Linked DNA regions of Mus musculus: region 2 is linked to region 1. Evidence: chromatin contacts called from public promoter capture Hi-C data. All regions are on one chromosome and are shown on one strand. The core of a region is the stretch at or near the end of the contact, and the rest is flanking DNA. Distances in the headings are between cores, read along the strand shown. Region 1 holds the start of Snap25 (synaptosomal-associated protein 25). Region 2 overlaps Plcb4 (phospholipase C, beta 4).

The links. Promoter capture Hi-C pulls out the DNA fragments that hold promoters and counts their contacts.
Region 2: a promoter capture Hi-C map of stem cell-derived epiblast-like cells shows a contact between it and region 1, with 2.1 times the contacts expected there. The contact joins the enhancer-like site here to the promoter of Snap25 in region 1. A contact is called at or near these places in 2 of 39 promoter capture datasets (hippocampal neurons and stem cell-derived epiblast-like cells), 1 of 484 Hi-C or Micro-C datasets (cerebral cortex) and 2 of 115 datasets of contacts at active chromatin or transcription factors (astrocytes and embryonic forebrain).

What each region holds. Positions count from the first base shown.
Region 1 is chr2:136,711,298-136,716,929 of GRCm38.p6, reverse strand. Snap25 (synaptosomal-associated protein 25) reads right to left here and starts at 3,480. Exons shown (of 8, transcript NM_011428.3): 1 at 3,330-3,480. It overlaps Gm32659 (a long non-coding RNA gene), which reads left to right and starts at 2,592. Exons shown (of 3, transcript XR_375013.3): 1 at 2,592-3,057.
Region 2 is chr2:135,985,500-135,991,131 of GRCm38.p6, reverse strand. Plcb4 (phospholipase C, beta 4) reads right to left here. Exons shown (of 39, transcript NM_001355153.1): 30 at 3,603-3,652; 31 at 3,230-3,295. Among named protein-coding and RNA genes, the nearest start is that of Lamp5, 69 kb to the left of the region's middle. Within about 2 kb of position 2,536, at least 24 of the 459 cell types and tissues checked have an H3K27ac peak or open chromatin away from gene starts, as enhancers often do. A contact at or near this core is called in stem cell-derived epiblast-like cells, where this site is marked.

The sequences.
Region 1 (5,632 bases), core at 2,231-4,730:
GTTGTTTACTTAGCAGGCCGTTCTAATTTCTTTTCAACCTTTCCAGGCTAGCTCAAGACCTATGTCTACTTTGATTTTGCCCTGTCTGAAACCCTATCCTTACCACCGCTCACATTTACTTACAAATGAATTACTTACAATCTCATAATTTTTCCTTGTTTTATTGGTTTTTAACTTTGGATTTGTGTGATAAGTTTTATTACTTATTATTTCTATTAAGATTACTAGATTCTAAACTTACTGAGGTCAAAAACCATATAACCATGAAATGTTATATCCCCTGTGGGGTTGATTTATGTATCTGGTGCTTTCTGACTGATCAATATCTTCCTATTAGGTTGGTGCCTGCTGGCAAGGGATGACATTGCAGAATGTATCCAGTGCTGAGGCCAAACCCATTATTTTTCCTGCTTTTCTAGTACTGTAACGCAATCTCATAATGTAAGAAGCATTGCTTATTGATAGTGCATCATTTAAAAGTCAGGATTTTCTTTTGTTTCCTCCTTCAATCTCTTTATTACATTGTTTTTATTTCTACAATGGTCAAAGCCAACAGTTCTCCTGAAGGCCAGCTGCTATGCAGTTGCTAGGCGTCATTGGAGGAGAAATCAATTGTTCAGCTGATAACCTTTACTGCAGGGTTAACTTTAGAGTTTAGGAATATCATCTAACAAATTAAGGGACAGCTTGCCTTAGAGCTGTGAAAGCTTTATAAAGTAAAGGTTAAATTATCAATTCTAGGGATATTGCACCATGAAAAGATTGTAGAAATTGTACATTATTTTGTGCTGAGAATGCTAAATGTGGAAAACAACAATAAACAAACAAGCAGGTTCCATCCCACCATCTGCAGGAATGTTTCCTGGATTCTCCATATGCCTCTCTGCTCCCACCTCCTTCATCACATTGTCCTGGATTTTTAAAACGAAGAAAAACCATCTTATTATTTTTCCTTCTGAAGATTTTCCATGACAAAAATGTTAAATCTACGTCACAGGTACATTTCTTTTTATTTTCTCAGCTAACTTTCCTATATATTCAGCTATATAAATACTCATATTGCCTCTTTTTCCCACCTCGGCACCTTAGCCAGCTTTACTGCAATGCTATGCCCCCTTCCTTCATCTTCCACTATCCAGCAAACCTAGCAGTAATTACTAACGTTCAAGCACATAATTCAGGCAGCATTAGGCTTTGCATTTGACGCAACTGCGCAGAACTGTCTGGATTTGCACTATAACAGCAAAGCATTTAAATAAGACTCCTCCCCATACTCCCCCCCCCCTCCACCTCCCATCAATGAAACGTAGTTGTTTATTATATCTGAAGATTTCAGAGTTATAAACTCCCATGCAGCTAAATAATCTGGAATGAATTTCCACTGAGATCAACTTACATCTACACACAATAATATGCCAGCATATACATACATGGAAACACATGATTTTTATAAAGAGAACCCACAAATAAATAGCTGGGGATAAAATAACTCTTTTTAATAGAGAATTTTAGTATCTTTGGGAGACAGATGATTGGAGTTATAACTAAATGAACACAATTCAAGACCTTTGGGAGGAGGTCTTTAAAAGGGTTCATGCTAGCATGTCTTTAATGCATTATATACATCCTTATATATGAAGCTGTTATTCTCATTTAACAACTGTGGAAAGCATATCATTTTAGTCTTGATACATTCATGACAATTATGAGACTCTAAATCAAACAGATATTTATCATCATGACAATTTTTGCTCATGCGGAGTCTCTAAGCCTCAGAGAAGAAAATAGTTATCATGACCTCAGCAAAATCCTGCAGTGCCATAATAGAAATTGCAGTGAATCTTGGGGGTCAGATTCCTGCTTCAGCCGATTCATAACCCTGAAGGACATGTTTAACTTCTCCCAAGGATGACCATTCTTAACGTCAACATCTACAGCAATCAATCTGCCATATCCAATGTTAATATGAAATGCACTAACTCCAAAACCACAGCCAAAGATATTGAAATTTTTCTTTTGGCTGTGTATGCTTGTTTCTACCTAGTTTTAAGAATAAAGGAAAAGTGACAAAGGGATTTATTCCAGAAACTAGTTCAGATAACCCATATTAAAAAAAAACACAGGGAAGGAACTGTCCTATAAATAGATAGTACTAGCATCATCTTATAAGCCCACTGGAGCCCACCTAATATCAACGGATATATCTACCCTGTGTTAAATACAAAAAATTACAGTATATATGTCGTAATGGAGGATAAGTGACCGTTTTTAAAAGTATGGTTTTGTTTTGTTTTGTTGTTTTGTTTTTGTCTAAACCAAGGCACAGGAAGAAATACAGAAGGCTTCTACAAGTAGTCTGCTTTTTCTTGAAGCTACGTGGGAAGTGAGGAAGAGAGCAGGCAATTGTCTGTAAATAAATCCCTGCTGACAGGATTTATTCTTCTGTCTTTCTTTTAATCTACTATGCGAGCTCTATTAAGACTTTCTATAAGACCTGGATCTCAGAGAGAAAATTTGGCCTCTAGTCCCAGCCAGGCATCTCTGCAGCAGGTAATGCGGCGCTGCAGCCGGATCGCTGTCCGCGGTGCTGAAAGGTCAGGGCGCCGACGCGGGCGCCGAGCACTCCTGTCCAGGGTGCTGAGCTCCCGCCATCGCACCCCCACTAGTCTAGCCCACCGCACCAAACCTCCAGAGCTCTCCCACTTTGCAGCACATGCTCGCCTGTAGCTGACTTGGGGCAGGCGGCATAAATCAAGTCTGTGGGGCATGGAGGCTGCTGCCGCTGCCGCTGCCGCAGCTCAGCTTGCCCAGGGAGGGAACTGCCCCCCTTCTCCTTTCGCCTCCCCAGCGCCCACACCCTGCCTTCTCATCTCCCTTGGGTAGCAGTGCCCTAAACACTACAGTCATAATCATAGGGTTGGAACGAACTACAAGATCGTGTTTTGCTTTTAAATTTTAGACTACAGGTAGAAAAAAAACCCCACAATCCTAATAACCTAAACATATCTCAAAACTGCATCGCAAGATGGAAGAGGGTCCCACGGCTGCTTCAAAAGAGTAAGTTATTATTCTGTACACATCCTCGCTATTTCTTCCCACCACTCCATCTGTAGTGTCCCCATTCACTCCTTCTCCAAACAGCTCACCTCGAAAATACTTTTATGCAGCCCCAGGCGAGAGTCTAGGTAGATATGCACACAGGGAATACCGCACCCTAAGTGCACCAATACTTGTATTTACCCAGGCTCACTTGGGCTGCCAGCTGCAGTCCCTTCTGTGTATGCAGCCATACAGGGCTAGGACCTGGATCGGGGGAGGGGGCTCTTTACCTTGTCTTCTCCGGAGGATGCTGTCCGCTGATCCCTGCAGGTAGCAAGAGTGGAGGAGCCGCCGGGTAGGGAGGGAAGGAAAGACAGCTCCAGACCTCCCCGAGGTTTCTTCTTCAATGCAACGTGAGCTCTGCCCTCATCAAAGATGGCCGTTCCTTTGACGTCAGCAGCTTTTAATAGCCGGCTCCTCGAGGGGCGGGGAGGAAGTGTGATGGGGGAGGGCGGAGGGAGGAAGGTGGCTGGGGGCGGTAGGGGAGGAGCCGGGAGGTGCGGAGCGCTTGACTCAGCTCCCTGAGCGCTTTGCAGCAACCCTTTTTATTTCAATCTTTTATAAACACCCAAATGGAGCGATTCTTTTGACTCCATTTTAGCACCGTCTTGGGAAATACATATTTCTTGCGACTGTTTTCCTGATGGCCTATGCGTTTGCTTACGTGTGCATGCATATGTGAATATATGTATGTAAATACGTGTGTTTGGAATGTATATACAATTATAATAATGTAAACATATACATATTTATATGTAAAACGTTCCCCTGATGATTTGTCTTTGGTTGAGTCACAGACACGAGAGGAAGGTAAAGGAATAGAAGGGTAATGATGTGAGGGATTGGCATAGATTTCTGTTGTGATTTATTTTCTCCAGAGAAGAGGGTCCGAAGAGGCATTCCCCTCAGCTCTCGCTCTCACCAGCTCCTTTCGTGACCAGGTTACTCACATTGCTATTTTTATGAAAATTATTGTATTAAAGCAGCATTGCAGGTTTAGAGTTCTCATTTAATCATGGCCAGTTTGGGAAAGGCTCACACTTTCTTTTAAAGTACGTCAGAGCAATTATCACCGAGATAACACCTGAGTTGGGGAAAGGGAGAGGGAAGCTAGTTAGCCCTATTAGCTTGGGTTTGCAGGGCTAGGGCTTTGAGTTGCGAGTTGTTTGCCCGGGGCTTATAGATGACTCTGTGGCGGGTTGAATTTGCAGTCTGGGCCTAGAGCGGTATTCGGGTTTCTTAGAACGTGTCCAGACATCCGGGGGTGGGGGTGGGGGGAAGGTGGCTAGGACAGTACTGAAATCTGGAGGGTCACTCATTGCACAAGCACTTTCAGTGGCCGACCCTCTGAACCTCTGGGTCTGGTATGAGCAAGAATGTCTACTTCTGCTGGTTCAGATGAAAGATTAGAAGTAATAACCACACAATATAATCCTGTCTTTGCTTGTCGTGCGTCAGGAGCAGTCAGGAGCTGGGTAGGGCAGGCGGCGATATGCAAATAGTTCGGTGGTGCAGCCTCTAGATGATTCACAGGTGTTGGGGAGGTTGTCCGGGTTCTAGGCAGGGAGGGAGAGCTGGGGAGCGCGTGGGAGGTGGGGGACCTCGTCTCAGGAACTGTTTGTACTTTTCCGCGGAGGATGCGATTAGAAGTCGTGCCTCGCAATCTTAAAACTTGATGGCCTCTTGGGCGATGGAAAATCCTTTTCTCTTAGAAACACACACGCGCACACACACACACACACACACACACACACACACACACACACACACTTAAAACTGGATCTGAAAAGCAACGCGTAAACGCCCCCCGCCCCGGTCTCGATAACACACACACACACACACACACACACACACACACACACACACACCACGCTTGCTGGTTTTAAAGGCAAGCTTAGGTAATAAAGCTTTTAATTGTAGGCGAAGACAGACGGGGAGCTGAGGGAGGAGGGGGTTGGGTGGATGTACATAGGAGAGGAGCAGAATTTCCTTTTTCTAACAGATACCAAGATCCAAAGGATATTTTGAAATCTTAATGTTTGCGATGATGATGGTGTTTGGGTTTTGATTAAAACCGGATTCCTGAAATATTGCTGCTGCAATTTGCTTACTGAGTTATTCAACATTTAAATTTTTGTACGACAGAAAAAAATATGCTTGGCCCTCACTAGGCTGCCATTCCAGCTCATATTTTCATTATAATAAAGCTCGCAGGAATAGGCTTAAGAATGTAATATTTTTCAGTTATGATATGACTTGGGAAAAAAAAGGCAGCATGCAGAGTTGGCAGAGACAGACAAACTACCCTACAAGAAGGAGAAAGAAAATATGTATAGGGCCCTCCAACTAGAAATCATTCAGGCAGAAAGTTTGTGAAAGAATGGGGGCAGGGGATTTCCCCCCCCCCCCTTTTTTTTTTAAGTACGTCATTGAGGGAGCCTCATTCTGCAGGCAAAAGTGATGTGGCAAGCACCGGAGAGAAGAGCTTGGTGTTCTGAATCTTTAGCTGAAGATTCCTCACACTGACAACTTC
Region 2 (5,632 bases), core at 1,287-3,786, 720 kb after region 1:
GAGACAGAAAGGGAGTGAATCTGAATTGGAGGAGAGGTAGGAACTGGAAGGAGAGGAGGGAAGGAAATAAAAAATCAGAATTGTAGCCTCCCCCAGCCTGAAGCGGGCTGGTGCAGACCTTGTTGCCACTGAGGTGGGGCCACCTGCGGTGCAGCTTTCCAACTTGGCTGGCTTCTTTTGAAGTGACAACTGCCCTGAGATTCTGCTACCTGCTGAACCGGTCTTCCTGAGACATTCCTGAATAAGCAACAGCCTGGCTACGAAGTGCTGACAGCATGGCGACAAAGCACCAGGGATGGACTGGCAGGGGGCGGGGGCAGCGGCGCGGGGGTGGGGGGGTGGGGGGTGGGGGTGGGGGAAGGGGAATGAGCCTTCCCCCTTTTAAGCACAGTCTCTTAGTAAACTCCGTGGGCCTTGATCAGAGAAAAATTTGTCTTGGCCTCATCATTCTTTTCTTGCCACCTAGTCTCTCTTTCAGCCCCAGCCTACCTTCCAGGAATACCTGGTTCATGTAGGCCGCGGGCCGGCTACTACTACACAGGATATAGTATGTGAGGGGAAAAAAAACCCTATTTTCAATAAAAGAGGGAAAAAAAGAAACAAAAAGGTCATAAAGCATGATTTTCTTTTATTAAAAAAAAATAAAAAGCATTTTCACACCTTGCTTGGAGATAGCAACTCAGTCTGGGCTGGCACAAGATGCATCTCTGTGAAGCCCTGTGGCTCTAGCCCAACAATTCAATGCTAAAAATTAAATCCTGAAGAAAGACAGACGCTGTGTACCCACCCGTGCAATAGCGGCATGGCTGTTACAGGGTTGGTAACTACTTTCTGATGGGATCTGAGACCTGCTTCACAAGAAGGAATTTCATGCTGGTATGGTAATTCTAGTCACAAGACCAGGGCTTAGGAGATCATAAGCCCCAGCACAGAACCTGCTATTGTTATTTTATTAAATGGTCGCTTTGTCATGTTGCCTTCTATATATTTATGTTTACACCCACAGACCTGGTCTGCTCCCAATCTTGGTGGGAAAAGCTCCTTTTATTAGTGGGCAGCCCTCAGTACAGGGACTCATAATTGGTCAAAGTATTGAAGAGAGACTACGCACTCATCTTTAAATGGAACATCTTTAACAATTCTTTACCCCTTGCCAAGAAGAGAGGGAAGGATTGGGTGGTGTGCCCTTCCTGGATGTGTGTTCCTGGGTGTGGGCTGTGAGGTTTCAAAAGCATAGGCCATTCCCAGTGAGAGAGTCTCTCTCTGTCTGTCTCTCTGTGTGTCTTTCTCTCTGTCTTTCCCTGTCTGTCTGTCTGTCTCTCTGTTTCTCTCTGTGTCTCTGTCTCTCTCGTAGTCTAAACTTGTAAGCTCTCAGCTTCTTCCCTACCACAATGGTCATGGACTTTTACCCTGTGAACCTGTGAGACCCCATGCAATGATTTCTTTCATAAGTTGTGTAGGTCATGGTATTTTGCCAGGCAATATAGAAATAAGTACAACATGTGCTCAGGAGAGTATGGAAGAGTTGTGGAAGTGACCTGTCAGTAAACATGCTCAACTATCAACTCCACAGCACAGGGAACATCATGGGTCCAGGTAAGGTTTGGACTGTGTACTGGCTGGTTTTGTGTGTCAACTTGACACAGCTGGAGTTATCACAGAGAAAGGAGTTTCAGTTGAGGAAATGCCTCCATGAGATCCAACTGTAAGGCATTTTCTCAATTAGTGATCAAGAAGGAAAGGCCCCTTGTGGGTGGGACCATCTCTGGGCTGGTAGTCTTGGTTCTATAAGAGAGCAGGTTGAGCAAGCCAGAGGAAGCAAGTCAGGAAAGAACATCCCTCCATGGCCTCTGCATCAGCTCCTGCTTCCTGACCTGCTTGAGTTCCAGTCCTGACTTCCTTGGTGATGAACAGCAGTATGGAAGTGTAAGCCGAATAAACCCTTTCCTCCCCAATTTGCTTCTTGGTCATGATGTTTGTGCAGGAATAGAAACCCTGACTAAGACAGACTGAGAACAAACCATTAGAGAAAGGACAAGCCTGTCTGCCATGCCATTGGCACATTGGTATGCTTATTCCTCACTCCCAGCAGGAAGCACAGACCTGCATGGTGCCTGGGCAGAGTACAAAGAAGTGGGCAAGCAATGTTTACATGAAAGAGTTTCAAAGTCCTTTCAGACAAACAAATTGGGTCTCTGTCTCTCTGTGACTCACAGGATCCTGACAGTGGGTGCAGTAGTTAGGCTTCTCAAGAGGGAAAAGCAGTTCAGCATCACACACACACCTCAGTTCTGCATACCCAACCCCACATCAGTCCTGTGTTCCCCACACACACCTCAGTCCTGTGTTCCCCACACACACCTCAGTCATGTATCCCACACACACACCTCAGTCCTGTATCCCACACACACACCTCAGTCCTGTGTCCCACACACACACCTCAGTCCTGTATCCCACACACACACCTCAGTCCTGTGTCCCACACACACACCTCAGTCCTGTGTCCCACACACACACCTCAGTCCTGTATCCCCCACACACACCTCAGTCCTGTATCCTACACACACCTCAGTCCTGTATCCCACACACATAGTTCAGTTCTGCATCCCCAATCCCACCACAGTTGTGTACCCCCCACACACACCTCAGTTGTGTACCCCCTCACTGCCCCAGTTCAGCATTCTGCCACCCCAGTTCTGTATCCCCCTAACTCAGTTCTATAAGCCTCCATCCCTCCTCTGCAAGAGAAGATCAGAAAAAAGCCTGAAAATCGAAAGAAACTGAAAACTGAGAACCTTCTCAACTTATCTGGGAAACCTCAGGGCCACTTCTTGTTGTTCTCTTAAATTTGCATCTTCCTCTTAAGATTTCTTCTGATCCCTGTCTGACAGGCTTCTTAGCGATAAATAATAAAAGTACAGAAAGTTCAGAAATAGGTTTCTAGTTATATTGACAAGGACTGTGAGAGATGGCCCCTGCTAGCATCTCCCCACATACACTGCTTTTATAAACTACTGCACAGCAACCAGAGAACAAGGCACCAGCAGTTACCAGTGAGATAACGGGGGTCACACTTGCTGTCTAGCATTAGCTTCTAACTAGTCTTCTGGGTGATGAATGGTTCATTGTACACAACACAAAATGAAGTGGTAGGTCTTCATCATAGAGCTAAAAGTAAAATACAAAAGAACCAACAAAATGCACAGCCACGTATGCAAAACCACACTACCTTTGCATGTTTCTTCTTTAAAGAGTTTAACTCCTTCTGTTGTTTCTTTAAATGCTTCAAGTAAGCCTGCAGGGGAGAAAAAGAGGATCTGATCCGAAATGAGATTCATTCTGTCTGTCTGTCTGTCTGTCTGTCTGTCTGTCTGTCTCTCTCCCTCCCTCCCTGTCTCCCACCCTTGCTCCCTCCTTCCCTTCCTCTCTCTCCCTCTCTCCGCCCCCTCCCTCTCTCTGTCTTTCTCTTCCCTTCTTTCCATCTATCCTTTTGCCAGAGGTAATCATAATGATTGTACTTTGTGATGAAAAAAAAAAAAAAACCCTTGTTTCATCAATGTTCATAGTACTCGGACATCTAAAAAGTAGTCAAGACATTTTACCTTCATTTGCTTTAAATCTTCTATCCTCACTTGAGGGATAAGTTCAATACCTTTAAAAAAAGTCACAAAAATATCATTATGTATATTAAAATTAGAGTAAATAACAGACAATATAAACTTTCTAAGGTATACCTGATACTTCCAAAACAGCTTGCATGGGCTTTTTACCCACGGTCTCAGGGCAATTGAGGAGGAGTAGCTATAACTCTCAATCAGCCAGCCTTCTTAGCACTGGGGCATGGGCTAAGTGGACCCATCGAGCGGCCAGGCACCTAGGACCTGCCGCAGTTATTTTCATCTTTGCATTTGGGTACGTGGTATCAGTCAACTAACTTCCAGCTCGACTCCTATCTTAGTCATCCATCACCAAGAAGCAAAACATGGTAAGCTTCTTTGGGGTAGATTTAACCTTAGCATCTAAGCAATGTGCTATTGAGTGTGGCAATGTCCTAAACACAGGAAAAATGAAATCAGACTACCTATTTAAGGGGTTCTGTCATGAAAACCTTGAGTAAGACACTCAGCCTGTTTGCTAGCTGAGTAAAGGCTGGACTCAGAGTAGTCACGGTAAACACAATTGCCGAAGAAGAATCCTCAGATGGTTCTGTTTGATTACAGATTTTCATTGTAGGCAAACAGAACGATTGTGTATTCAAAGATAACTGACTTCTACTGGAATCCCCAAAGCAGGTATGATGTATTTAAGGAGGATAGGTATGGAGACCCATGCTCTTGCTTGTAGGTTTGATTGCTTTTAAGATTGGCATGACCAGTGGATGTAGAAGGAAATCTTGATGGGGGGTGGGGGGGGAATCAGTGATGGGATCCATGGTATTTCAGGGTAGGATGGGCAGGGTGTGTGTGGCTATTGTCTGATCTCTTGTATCTGGTGTCACAGCCCCTCCTGACCTCATGCTGTACAGAGAGAGAGAGAGAGAGAGAGAGAGAGAGAGAATAAGCGGCTGGTGAATGCTACTGGGCTAAGTGCTTCCTATTCTTGGCTGCCAGCTTTCCTATTTATAAAGGAACACACAGGGTCTAGAAGACTGCAGGGTCCTCAGGCTCCCAGAAAATCCTAAGGCCTCAGCCCACATAGACAAGACTTTTCTTTCTTTCTCTCTTTCTCCCTCTCTCTCTCTCTCTCTCTGTCTTCTTTCCTTTCTCCTCTCTCTCTCTCTCTCTCTCTCTCTCTCTCTCTCTCTCTCTTGCCTTAACCAAATCTTTATAAGCAGGATCCTGAAGACAACGGTACCTTCCTCAATTACATTTTGCACTATTGGAAAAATATACAAATTAAGTGCAAAATATTTAATTTGCTAAGTAGGAAGGAAAATGTCCCATTTTGTAGAACAAGAATTGGTTCCGCTCTATGTGCTTAGAGCAGTGTGGTCCATAGAACATCTGACAGGAATAGAGACAGCTTATGTGTGAGGTATCCAGAGACACGTAGCTCCCGAGCATCTGAAACGTGGGTGTGCAAGGAACAGAGCTTAATGTTACCTCCTTTACAGTCCTGCATGTGGCTACCATGTTGGACTGTGCTTCTCGGCTGCCTTGCCTGGTAGGAAACCAGGTCAGAGGTTACATCTTAAGTTCCAAAGTTTCTGGCTAATTTCAGTTTTACTATATAAAGCTTTTGCTATTATCTGTACAGCTCCATAGAACAACTAACTTTCCTTTCTCAAACTCTAACCTAGAAACTAGCTAGGACCCGAGGATGCTTAATCCTCTCTTAAATCAGCAATGCAGCGGTGGTTGGAGTCATTTCGAGGGCTGCACAGCTAGGGGGCGCTGTTCGAATCGCTCACTTCCTGTCTCCACATCTGAGCTTCCCGAGGGCCATGTCACTTTGCACCCTCACACTTTCCATCCGTCTCTCCTCATTATGTGCTATGGACACGCTATTAGAACATGTGTTTTACGCCTTATGCCATCATGTCTGAAGGGTAGGCTTCTGGCATCAACAAGTGGGTATCCCTGGTTGCACAGAAACACTATAGCCATGACTTCTCTAAATCTGCGACTCCTTC